Linked DNA regions of Sus scrofa: region 1 is linked to region 2. Evidence: chromatin contacts called from public Hi-C data. All regions are on one chromosome and are shown on one strand. Each heading gives the region's core, a stretch centred on a gene start, on an enhancer-like site or on the middle of the called end of the contact. The rest is flanking DNA. Distances are from core to core; before and after follow the strand shown. Region 1 holds the start of PRICKLE3 (prickle-like protein 3). Region 2 holds the start of WDR45 (WD repeat domain 45).

Region 1 (5,661 bases), core at 467-2,966, 74 kb after region 2:
GGACAATTGGGAAGGAGTCAGGGGAGGGGCTCTGAATCCGAGCTTTCTTGCCAGACCCGGCTCAAGCCTGGGGGCGTGGCTTGACTTACTCTGGAGGTTCCCCTGAGGGTAGGACCCTGACGAAGGCAAGGCCCTGGGAGAGTCACCTACCTCCAACCGTGCAGCAGGAAGCCGGGACACTGCTCCCTGCAGGAGTTGCAGGGCTGGCCGCGGTCCGGGTCCTCGGCCTCTGGAGGCTGTAGTGGGCGGAGGCACAAGCAGGATCCGGCGAGGTGCGCGGGGGAGGGAGAGGGAAGTCAACGCCCGCCTCTCCACTCCAAGGCCAGCAGCAGCACGCCGGGGCCTGTCCCACCAGGGCAACGCCGGGCAGGCTGGGACAGCGCCCAGAGCGCGGGGGAGGGGGGACACAACCGAGGCGGAGGCGGGGGAGCTGAGGCCACCTCTCTATATGCCCCCCTTTCAGGGAATTCCCCTCCCCAGGCCAGCCTAGGACGCCCCTCACCCAGCCTGACACCTCCCCCAGAACTCAGAGTACTCTCCCCACCAGCACAGAGTACCTAATCTGGGGTGTCTCCTCCCTGGCCTCTTCTGGGCCCCTTCTCCACCTATGAAGCCAGCAGCACTCCAATTCCACAGAGTAGGAGTCTCAGACCCTGTCCTTACTTGGGATAAGTACACAAATCCTGCCCCTCCTTTCAGAAGCTCAAGACCCCCTCCCCCAAATCCCACCTTCACCCTTTCATATCTAAGGACCCGAAACGCTCCTCTAGGATCTCAGGAGGCCCCTGAGCCATTCAGAAACCCACACCCCAAAAAGTCTTCTCTCTTGGATCTGAGGGCTATTCACTCCTTCTCTGGACCACCAAAACCCAGAGCCCACCCAGACAGCCCCTCCAAAGGAAAAAAGAGAAGCCCACCTATCTAGGAAGTCAAAAGCTCCTTGCCTTAGAGTTCCCGTTGTGGCTCAGTGGTAACGAACCCGACCAGGATCCATGAGGACTCGGGTTCCATCCCTGGCCTCACTCAGTGGGTTAAGGATCTGGCGTTGCCATGAGTCGTGGTGCAGGTCGCAGAGGCGGCTCAGATCTGGCGTGGCTGTGGCTGTGGTGTAGGCCAGCAGCCGTAGCTTGGATTTGACCCCCATCCTGGGAACTTCCATATACCTCGGGTGCGGCCCTAAAAAGAAAAAGAAAGAAAGAAAGAAAAAAGCTCCCCTGCTTCATTCAAGCGGAGGCCTGGCAGCCCTCTTGCCCCCAATCCAAACTACCGGACTCTCTTGGTATTTGGGCACCCCAGGAGTGCAGGGCTCCAGGACACAGTCTTCTGGTTCTCAGAATCCCGTCCTATAATTCACTCCAGAGGGGAGGTCCCTGGAGTGCTGATAAAGGTGAGCGCAGAGGTGATAAGGCAGCAAGGGCCACCAGATTTCCTTCCTTCATCCACACGCTTCCAGGCCCTCTGGTCAGGAATCCTGGGGCTGGGGATTCCCGGATCCTCTGTGGAGCACCTCCTCGCTCTCCCTATCCCCTGCTCCGGCTCCTGAGCCTCAGTTTACCCCGACCCCATAATTTCGCTCACCGCGCGCCCAGAGCGGCGCCTCCGGGACCCACGCGCGAACATGGCGCGTCCGGGCAGGGTCAAGCCGGCCGGGCCAGGCGAATGGAATCCTTGTGGCCGTCTGGCCACCGCGCGTCGGGCAGGGGAGCTCGCTGTTCCGTAAACCTGACACCGGCGTGGGAGGAGCGCGCCCAGTAGGGTCCGCCCCTGGGCCTCGCAGTCTCTCCCGGGCCGAGGCGCCCTCTGCCTAGAGGCGAGGGGCTCGCAGCCCGGGAGCGCGGTGCGCGCAAGCTCTTCTGCCCTCCTGCCCCGGCGGGAGCTGGGTCTCTGAAGGCAAGGCCTCCAGAACCCCAAGGTGCCACATGGTGTCTCATACATTCTAGGGCCTGAGGACTTGGAAGTGGCGATCTGACTCCATGGGGTGTACGCTACGGTACTTGGGTATTTGTATTGATGTTTGGAGTGGATTTATTTTGGATGTTTATCCGGGGGATGGGTTAAAGCACCTCGTGGCTCCCTTCCCATTGGTAATGTTCTGAGAATCTCTTTCTCTTGGATGAATGTGGCAAGAATGGTCCTCAACCCCATGGCAGCCCCTGCTGACTCTCCCTCGCCCCCGTCAGAGAGCTAGGTCTTATACCACCACCATCCCCACCACGCCCCAACTCCTATCCCCTTTTATTTTATTTTTTTTTTCAATTTTTTTAAAAGGAAACGCTTTTCTTTCTTTCTTTTTCTTTTTTTTGTTTTTTGCCTTTTTTGTCCTTTCAGGGCCGCACCTTTGGCATATGGAGGTTCCCAGGCTAGGGGTCTAATCGGAGCTGTAGCCACCGGCCTATGCCACAGCCACAGCCACAGCCACGCAGGACCCAAGCCGCGTCTTCAACCTACACCACAGCTCACGGCAACGCCGGATCCTTAACCCACTGAGCGAGGTCAGGGATCGAACCCGCAACCTCATGGTTCCTAGTCGGGTTCGTTTCCGCTGCGCTAGGACGGGAACTCCTCCTATCCCCTTTTAGAGCCAGGGTTATTTGAGATTTATGGGAAGTGGGTTAAAGTTACTGGCCAGGTGCTGAGGCCCCCCTCTTCCCTGCTTGCTCCCCATCTTTACAGGCCCAGCTGTGGTGCCCCCTAAGTCCTGAAAAATAGATTTTAAAGCTTTCCTTGCCCTGCTCTTGCTTTTCGCTCGCCAGTTATTCTTTCCCTGAGCTCTTTCCTAGGGCTAGGAGTCTCTCCTTCGTGCTCTCAATGCCTCAGCCTGGGAGGAGGGGTCCTCCGTCCACAGTCAGAACTCCGGTGCCTGGCTGGAGTCTCTAATTAGGCACCGCGGTGCTGGCGGTCAGCCAGGCCTTTCAGCGTGGGGGCCAGGGACCTCACTCCCCCCCCACACACACACACATCCTCCCCCTGACGCAATCTTGGTCACGTCCCAGCTCCAGGGAGGAGCCCAGGACAGATTACAGGGAATGAACGAAAGAACTAACGAGTCACCTTGGCTTCCTGCCTCCCGACCCTGCAGCCTAGTCGGCCTCCTGGTTCTCCAGCTTGAGTGGCGGCAAGGAAATGGAGCGATGCCAGGGTATGAAGAATGCGAGGAGGGTGGCTAGGGGTAAGTCTCTCTGTGAGCCATGTGGTTCCTATTTGAATCCTTTGGGGATTCAAGGACAGGGCTCACAGGGGCTGGAAAGGGGTTAAGGCTAAGGGACCAGAATTAGAACCGAATCCTAGAAAGAGTGGGTATTCCGCGGCCCGTAGTGGGGCAGTGGGCAGGGCTACTCAGAGTGTGATTTAGAATGATCAGCGGAGGCGGCTTCACAGAGGATGGGGCTGCACAAAACACTGTTGGAGGGGCCAAAACCAGCGGGGTGACTCCAACGGTGTACAGCAGGTCGGGGGCGGAGCTTCCTCTTGTCTCCTCTTCCTAATCTTTCCCTTCACCTCCATCCCCCAACAAAAAAGACGCACTGAGAAGTCAGAGCCGTGTGCACTAGGTGGTTGAGGACTTTATTTAGGGGAGGAGAAGTAATCGTATTTGTTCTTCCTCGGGGAGGGAGTCTTCAAACAATACCGAAGGGCAAGGGAAAGGGGGGGTGTGGCCTGGAGGGACGGGGGGCGGGGCCACAGCCAGACAAAATGGCAACACACAATCACAGGCACTACCGACATCACAGACACAGCAGAGGGTGCAGGACGGGGGCTCCAGACCGGGTTTCCAACCACCCCGAAACGGATGGGGGTGTGGAGGGAGAGAGGGAGGAGACAAGGGAAGGGGAGAGGGGGGAGGTCGGCCCCACAGACCCTTTGCCTCTGTCCTCTGATTACCTAGCTGTCGCATCGCAGGGTGGACAAGGGTACGGGGGGGGGGGGGGGGGGAAATTGCCTCTCTCTGGATCCCACCTTTCACCCTCCGAACCTTACCTCTCAGCTCTTCCCAGGTCACCTCAGTCCCCAGCCACCTCAATCCCCAGCCTTGTCGTCCCCCCACCACCACCCTTAACAAGACCCATGCTGTCGCAGCCCCTAGCCAAGCCTCTCGCCCCGCCCTTCCCACTGCCGAACCCACTCACTCTAACACCTTGTCTTCACTGCTCCATTGCTGGGGTGGGGCTGCCTCCTTTGAAACCCCCAGGCGTGTCCCACTCCAAGCCCCGAACTTTCTAGAACCCGGACTCCGACCTCATGCCAACTTTGACCCATTCCTGAGTCGCTCTTCTTGCCTTGCCCAAGATCTCTGCCCCCTTCAGAATCACATTCGGTCTCCCGAATGTTCCAGGCCACACCTCTTCCATAGATTCTGGTCCCAATGCAAAACCTGCCCACTCTGGAGTCTCACTCCACTATACAGTTCAAGCCCCCCCCCTTCTAGCACCAGACCCTCAGTGTTTTTTGAAAACCCAGTCCCCAGGTCCCAAATCACTCCTTCCCTAGGACCCTGTCATACTCCAACCTCCGCCCACTCTGGGCCCCCCTGCTGCCTCCCTCAGGGCTCCACCCCTTCTCGAACCACACTCTTTCCAAGCTTCCTTCCAAGCCCCAGTCTAGAATGCTCCAGAGTACCCCTCTTCTTGAGACTCCAGCTCCAGTATGTCTGGAACCCAATGCTCCTCCTGCTTACTGGTCTCCTCCACTCCAGAGCTCCTCGCCAAGACCACCTCGGGTCCCAAGCTCCCCTAGTCTCTTTCTCTCTCCCCCTCTCAGGGTTGAATTTTCCCTAATGGCCCTTGTTCAGGCATTGCTGGAAGAATCAAGGCCAGTTGGGTAGAGGCGAGGGAGAGGGGGAGAGAGTCTGAAGTTGCACCCACCCTCCTGACACAGCCTTCGGTCTCCTCCCTGTCCCCCTTTCAGAGTCCCCCTACTCCAGGGCACAGGGCCAGGGGACAGAGAGGGGCCAATGGATGAAGGGGAAGGGGTAGGGGTAAGAGAGGGGCCCACTCAAGATCGGGCCCCTATTGCATGAGGAGAGCGGAGTGGGGGCAGGGCTCAGACAGATAAATAGATATTTATATATAATATATATATATATAAACAGCAAAGACAGTTAAGGGTCTCCTGGCTTGAGGGATGGAGACCTGGGGTGTAGGAGTGGGAAGGGGGGCAGGCTTTCTCCTGAGCTCTTGCCTACCCATGGGATCCTCTCGGGCTGCACTGTCCTGTGGAGACAAAAGACACAAAAAGAAGAGGGAGGAGTTCCCTGGTGGCCTAGCAGGTTAAGGGTCTGGTGTTGTCACTACTGTGATGAGGGTTTGATCCCTGGTCCAGGAACTTCCACATGCCACAGGTGTGGCCAAATTTTTTTCTTTTTCTTTTTAGGGCCACACCCATGGCATATGGAGGTTCCCAGGCTAGGGGTCGAATCAGAGCTATGACGCAGCCACAGCAACGCAGGATCCGAGCCGCGTCTGCGACCTATACCACAGCTCACGGCAACGCCGGATCCTTAACAGCCTGAGCAAGGCCAGGGACCGAACCTGCAACCTCATGGTTCCTAGTCAGATTCATATCCGCTGTGCCGCGACGGGAACTCCCCCCTCCCATTTTTTTTTAATTAAAAAAAAAATAGGAGGGAATTCCCGTCGTGGCGCAGTGGTTAACAAATCCGAC
Region 2 (5,111 bases), core at 1,504-4,003:
GCTGACACCCAGTGTGACCTGATGCAGCCGGAGCACTTGGAGATGTGACTCTTAAGAGGACAGGTTCTGGAACCGTCACACTCATTTACAGATGAGGAAGCTGAGGCTCCAAGGGGTTGGCTATCTGGCCAAGGACCTCAGAGTCCATCAGCGACCAAGCAGGGACTCACACCCAGGCCTGTCACATCCCATCAGTAATACTCCTGCCTCCGGGGTCCCAGTCCATACCCCCGGGGGATTTCTGTGAAGAATCCTAAGGCATCTCTGGCCACATCCCAGTGGGATCAACAAAAACCCTTAAAATAAGATGATGCTTGAGACTCAAAGCCAGAGGGCATTGGGAAGATGGCGCCAAGATTTTAAAGCCTATTGGTTGTGTGACCTTGGATAAGTCACTTGACCCCTCTGGGCCTCAGTTTCTTCATCTGTAAAAATGGGGATGATGATACGTCCTACCACACAGAGTTATTGTGAGGATTAAATGAGTTAATGCAAGTACAGTGGTTAGAACAGCACCGGGCTCACAGCAAGCGCTCCATAGGTAAGGACATGGCATACGGGAGGCATTGGACAAGTGTTTGTTACATGAAGACAAAACACCAAGCTTCTCAGACAATAAGATTCAGGACTTGTAAGCCGGTGGCCTCACTGTGTGACTCTGAGTTACTCTGACATCTTCATCTGCCAGTGCCTCCGGGAGGCCAGGATTCCGAGGAATCTGGGCCAAGGGGGGGACGGGATGAGGACACTTACCTGAGATCTCTGAGAACTTGGGGCTGCTACCACCGCCCACCAGGGCCAGCAGGTTGGAGCGGTGCAGCATTTCCACCAGGCCCATGCTGCCCACCTGCTCATGGTCTGGACAAGGACCAGGGTGTCAGTAGGGGTGGGGGCCAATGCCCAGCCCCTCCCTTCTGCCCGCTGCCCCTCTCCCACCAACAGCTCACCCAGATGCCCCTTCTCCATCAATGGCTCCACGTTGTAGATGCGCACACCTGTCTCCATGGCACAGCAAAAGCAGCCTGGGGATGGGAGGAACCCCGGCTGCCTCAAAGGATGCCCAGGTGGGAAGCTAAGGGCTTAACAACCCACCTGTGGCCACCTCTCCCTCCCTCCCTCCCAAAAGGGCACAGGCACAAGCCTCTCTCACTTTGGTCTTGGTTGAAACGCAGACTGGTCACTCCTCGAAGTGGCTGCTGAGTCATGGTCCAGGATTGCTTCCCTGGACACAAATGGGAGTAGGGTTGGGAAGAGTCCTGGGGTCTGTTTCCTGAGTCCTAGAACTCCTGTCCCCAACTAATTTCTTCTTCCTCCTCCTGCCCAGCAACCTAACCCCAGCAGGACTGCAAAGAAGACAAAAGCAGGGGGAGAATCCTAGCGTCTCTACACTAAGCTCCCAAGACCCCAAAGAGCATGGCCAGTAACCTCTCCATTGTCTCACACTTGGTTGACACCAGCTCTCCGAACCTACCCTGACCTGGACCCCCCACTCCCCGCCACCTCCTCCTTACTCCCTGGTACTGACTGACTGCTTACCAGGAAATAACAGGGTAGGAGCTATCCCAGTGATACCTCCTCTCTACCTCCAGCCAATCCTGGCCCCAGTACCCCATGTGTCCTGGAACCACCCTCTATCCACTTCTCATCTTCACGTCTGGACCCAGAAGCTAACTCTGCCCGTCAATAAATGGGGAGAAGGGGCTCAGACATTCATCACTTTCCACACCTTCCTGACCTGGCCCTGAGACCTGCTACAGTTGGCCCACCACTCATGAGAACCCCAACCTATTGTACCACTCCAGAGCTCTCACACCTCCCCTCCGCACAGGCTTCCCCAAATCCCTTCAGGATCCCATTCCTACCTGGGGACAATCCTTTCACATGACATGCTAATTTCACAAGCGGGACCTTGCCCTAGATCCCTTTATGCCATAAAGACCCTACCTGAGGATTTGCTTATCACTCCAAATGCCCCACCGCTGGGATATCCCTTTCCACGTGCTCTGCTCTCCCTGACTCTGACATCGGTTAGCTTGGACCTACCCCCAGGAATTGCATCCTCCTAAGAGTCCTCCTCCAGACCCCCTATCCTTTCAATAAGACCCTGCCCTAGGGCACCCCTACCCCCCTCAAGACACTTGCCCAGGCCACACTCTTCCCAAAACCCCTACCCGGAAGAACAAATCCTTCCCTAAAGGCTCCTGCCATGGATCCCCTAATATTCCTGTTCTAGAGCCTCCAAGCTCCTTTCAAACCCGCATCTCCCCCAAACTATTGCCCAGGCACACCCCCTTCCCATCCTCCAAACCTCCTGCCTCCTCCCCTTGTACCACCTCCACTGGACTCCCTCACCCCCCAAAGACCCATTCTTTGGACAACCCCACCTTCCAAGATCCCCTTTAAGGGATCCCCATTCCAAAGGCCCGTGCCACCCAAGAACCCTGCCCCAGGATGCCTCACATACCGCACCCCCTCTTATGTCCCAGACCACTCTCATACTCCTTCCAACACCAGCACCTACTCAAGATCCCTGTCCTAGATACACTCCATCAACTCAGACCCCTGCTCAAAAGACCTCTCCTGCCCGCAGACCGCAACCAATTCTGGGCCCATGCCCCAGCTCCCTGCCGCGGGCACTGACCTGACCTTCGCGCGTCCCCGATCCCGGCCCCAGCTCTCGGTGCCGCCCGCGGCCCGGCTTTCTGACCTCTAGGGCCTTGACGCCCTGCTCCGGTGTTTACATCAGGTCTCACTTCCGGGGGCGGGAGTCTGTAAGCGGAAGTGACTCACCCTCGCCGGAAAACGCGGCCGTAGTCATCCCAGCTCAGCTTGTGGGTCTTTGGAGCAGCGAGAGCGATCGCGGCGTCCTTCCAGGAGGGCGCGGGGAGCAGGGGACGCGCCGCGAGGGCATGACTGTCTGAGGGAAGCGAAGACAGGTGGGCGAGACAGGGCCTTCCCCTCGCGGAACGGAAAATGGTTCTCCTGTACTCGGAGAACTAGCGGCGTTACCTTCTGGGCTAACAAGACTTGGACCTCCGAGGTGGGCTAGAGGGGCCGCCCCCGTTAGCTATTTATAGTCCTCCCTACACACTGCGGTATCCACCTGGGAACCTCCAGGTGGAGCCGGACCTGGAGCCCTTCAGAGCTGAGTCTGTGCCCTCAGCCAGGGGGTGCTCGCTGAGTGTGTCCCCTTAGCCAGGGGAAGCCAAGATGGGATTCCTGACCCTACTCCCGCTTTGTCTTATTTACAAAATGAAAAAAAAATTTTTTTTTTGATGGCAAGAGGTGTTTCTTCACTGAGGGGAAAAAGACCCCAGTTATCTACATACGGGAAATTTTTTTTTTTTTGTCTTTGTCTTTTGTTGTTGTTGTTGCTATTTCTTGGGCCGCTCCCGCGGCATATGGAGGTTCCCAGGCTAGGGGTCGAATCGGCGCTGTAGCCACCGGCCTACGCCAGAGCCACAGCAACGTGGGATCCGAGCCGCGTCTGCAACCTACACCACAGCTCACGGCAACGCCGGATCCTTAACCCACTGAGCAAGGGCAGGGACCGAACCCGCAACTTCATGGTTCCTAGTCGGATTCGTTAACCACTGCGCCACGACGGGAACTCCCCCGGGAAATATTTTTAATTTAACCTTTAAAGTTTGAGATGTAGACTTACATGTAGTTAGAAATAATACAGAGGAAAAAAAAAAAAGAAATAATACAGAGAAACCCCATGTACTTTAACGCTTCCCCCAAAGGTAATATTGTAAAACTACAGTGAAACATTACACTCAATATTGACATTGATACAATCCACCATCCTTTACCTTTTTTCAAGATTGTTTTGATGCTTTAAAAATGTGTTAATAGGAGTTCCCGTCATGGCGGGAACCAATCCGACTAGGAACCATGAGGTTGCGGGTTCGATCCCTGGCCTTGCTCAGTGGGTTAACGATCCGGGGTGTAGGTTGCAGATGCGGCTTGGATCCAGCGTGGCTCTGGCTCTGGCATAGGCTGGCAGCAACAGCTCCGATTAGACCCCTAGCCTGGGAACCTCCATAAGCCGTGGGAGCGGCCCAAGAAATGGCAAAAAAAAAAAAAAAAAGAAAGAAAAATGTATTAATATAGGAGTGCCCGTTGTGGCTCAGCAGAAACGAACCCAAGTAGTATCCATGAAGATGAGGGTTCAATCCCTGGGCCCACTCACTGGGTTAAGGATCTGGGGTTGCTGCGGCTGTGGCGTAGGCCGGCAGCTGTAGCTCGAATTCAACCCCTAGCCTGGGAACTTCCATATGCCGCACCTGCGGCTGTTAAAAAAAAATTAACTATATAATGGACATCTGGAGTTCCTTTCTGGGCGCAGTGGAATCGGGTCCCACTAGGAACCATGAGGTTGCGGGTTCGATCCCTGTCCTCTCTCAGTGGGTTGGAGATCTGGCATTGCTGTGGCTGCCGTATAGACCAGCAGCTATAGCTCCTAGACCAGCAGCTATAGCTCCGTTCATATATATATATATATATATATATGAAATAGACATCTGTTTAATTCATCCTTTTAAATTGATTTATGGCATTGTGTGAAATGTATAATCATTCACCTATTCCCCTACTGATGGCTATCTGGGTTGTTTCCTGTACTGGGTTTTCACATCCATGGGTATATTTACTTGTGAATTTTGGCCCTATATACTATCCTAAGTGTGACTCCATTGATGTGCTCCTCAACAAAGCCAATCTTCTGGCTTTCTTCTGTCTCTACTTCCTCACATCCCAGAGCATATTTAACTTAATTCAGTTTGGCTTCTGTGACTCCCACCTCTCTGAGACCGCTCTTAACCAGATCACTGATGAATAAAGAATCTTCCCAAACCAGCAGTCATTTCTCTACTCCTTCCTGTAACCAACTAACATATTCCAGGTTTTTTGCTCTCACTCTCTTGGTTTTCTCCTCTATCCCTGGCTACCCCTCCACCTTTCTCCAGTTTCCAAATACTGGAATATTCTTGGGTGTGTTCCTGGCCCTCTTACTTTTCTAGCCAGTATTTTCTCCCTAGGTGACTTCATCTTGTCTTGTAACCTTAATTATTGCAAATACTTCTTTGTTTGTCTTTTTAGGGCCACAC

Evidence for each region. A called contact is a pair of places that touch in the nucleus more often than the background predicts.
Region 1: a Hi-C map of epiblast stem cells shows a contact between it and region 2, with 2.8 times the contacts expected there. The contact joins the promoter of PRICKLE3 here to the promoter of WDR45 in region 2. A contact is called at or near these places in 1 of 5 promoter capture datasets (fetal liver), 8 of 47 Hi-C or Micro-C datasets (alveolar macrophages, brain, embryonic fibroblasts and 4 more) and 1 of 2 datasets of contacts at active chromatin or transcription factors (alveolar macrophages).

What each region holds. Positions count from the first base shown.
Region 1 is chrX:43,228,652-43,234,312 of Sscrofa11.1, forward strand. PRICKLE3 (prickle-like protein 3) reads right to left here and starts at 1,717. Exons shown (of 9, transcript XM_003135080.4): 1 at 1,579-1,717; 2 at 151-236. The coding sequence starts at 1,620. It overlaps SYP (synaptophysin), which reads right to left. Exons shown (of 7, transcript XM_003135078.5): 7 at 3,539-5,210.
Region 2 is chrX:43,153,222-43,158,332 of Sscrofa11.1, forward strand. It overlaps WDR45 (WD repeat domain 45), which reads right to left and starts at 2,754. Exons shown (of 11, transcript NM_001190293.1): 1 at 2,642-2,754; 2 at 1,151-1,222; 3 at 948-1,022; 4 at 754-858. The coding sequence starts at 1,205.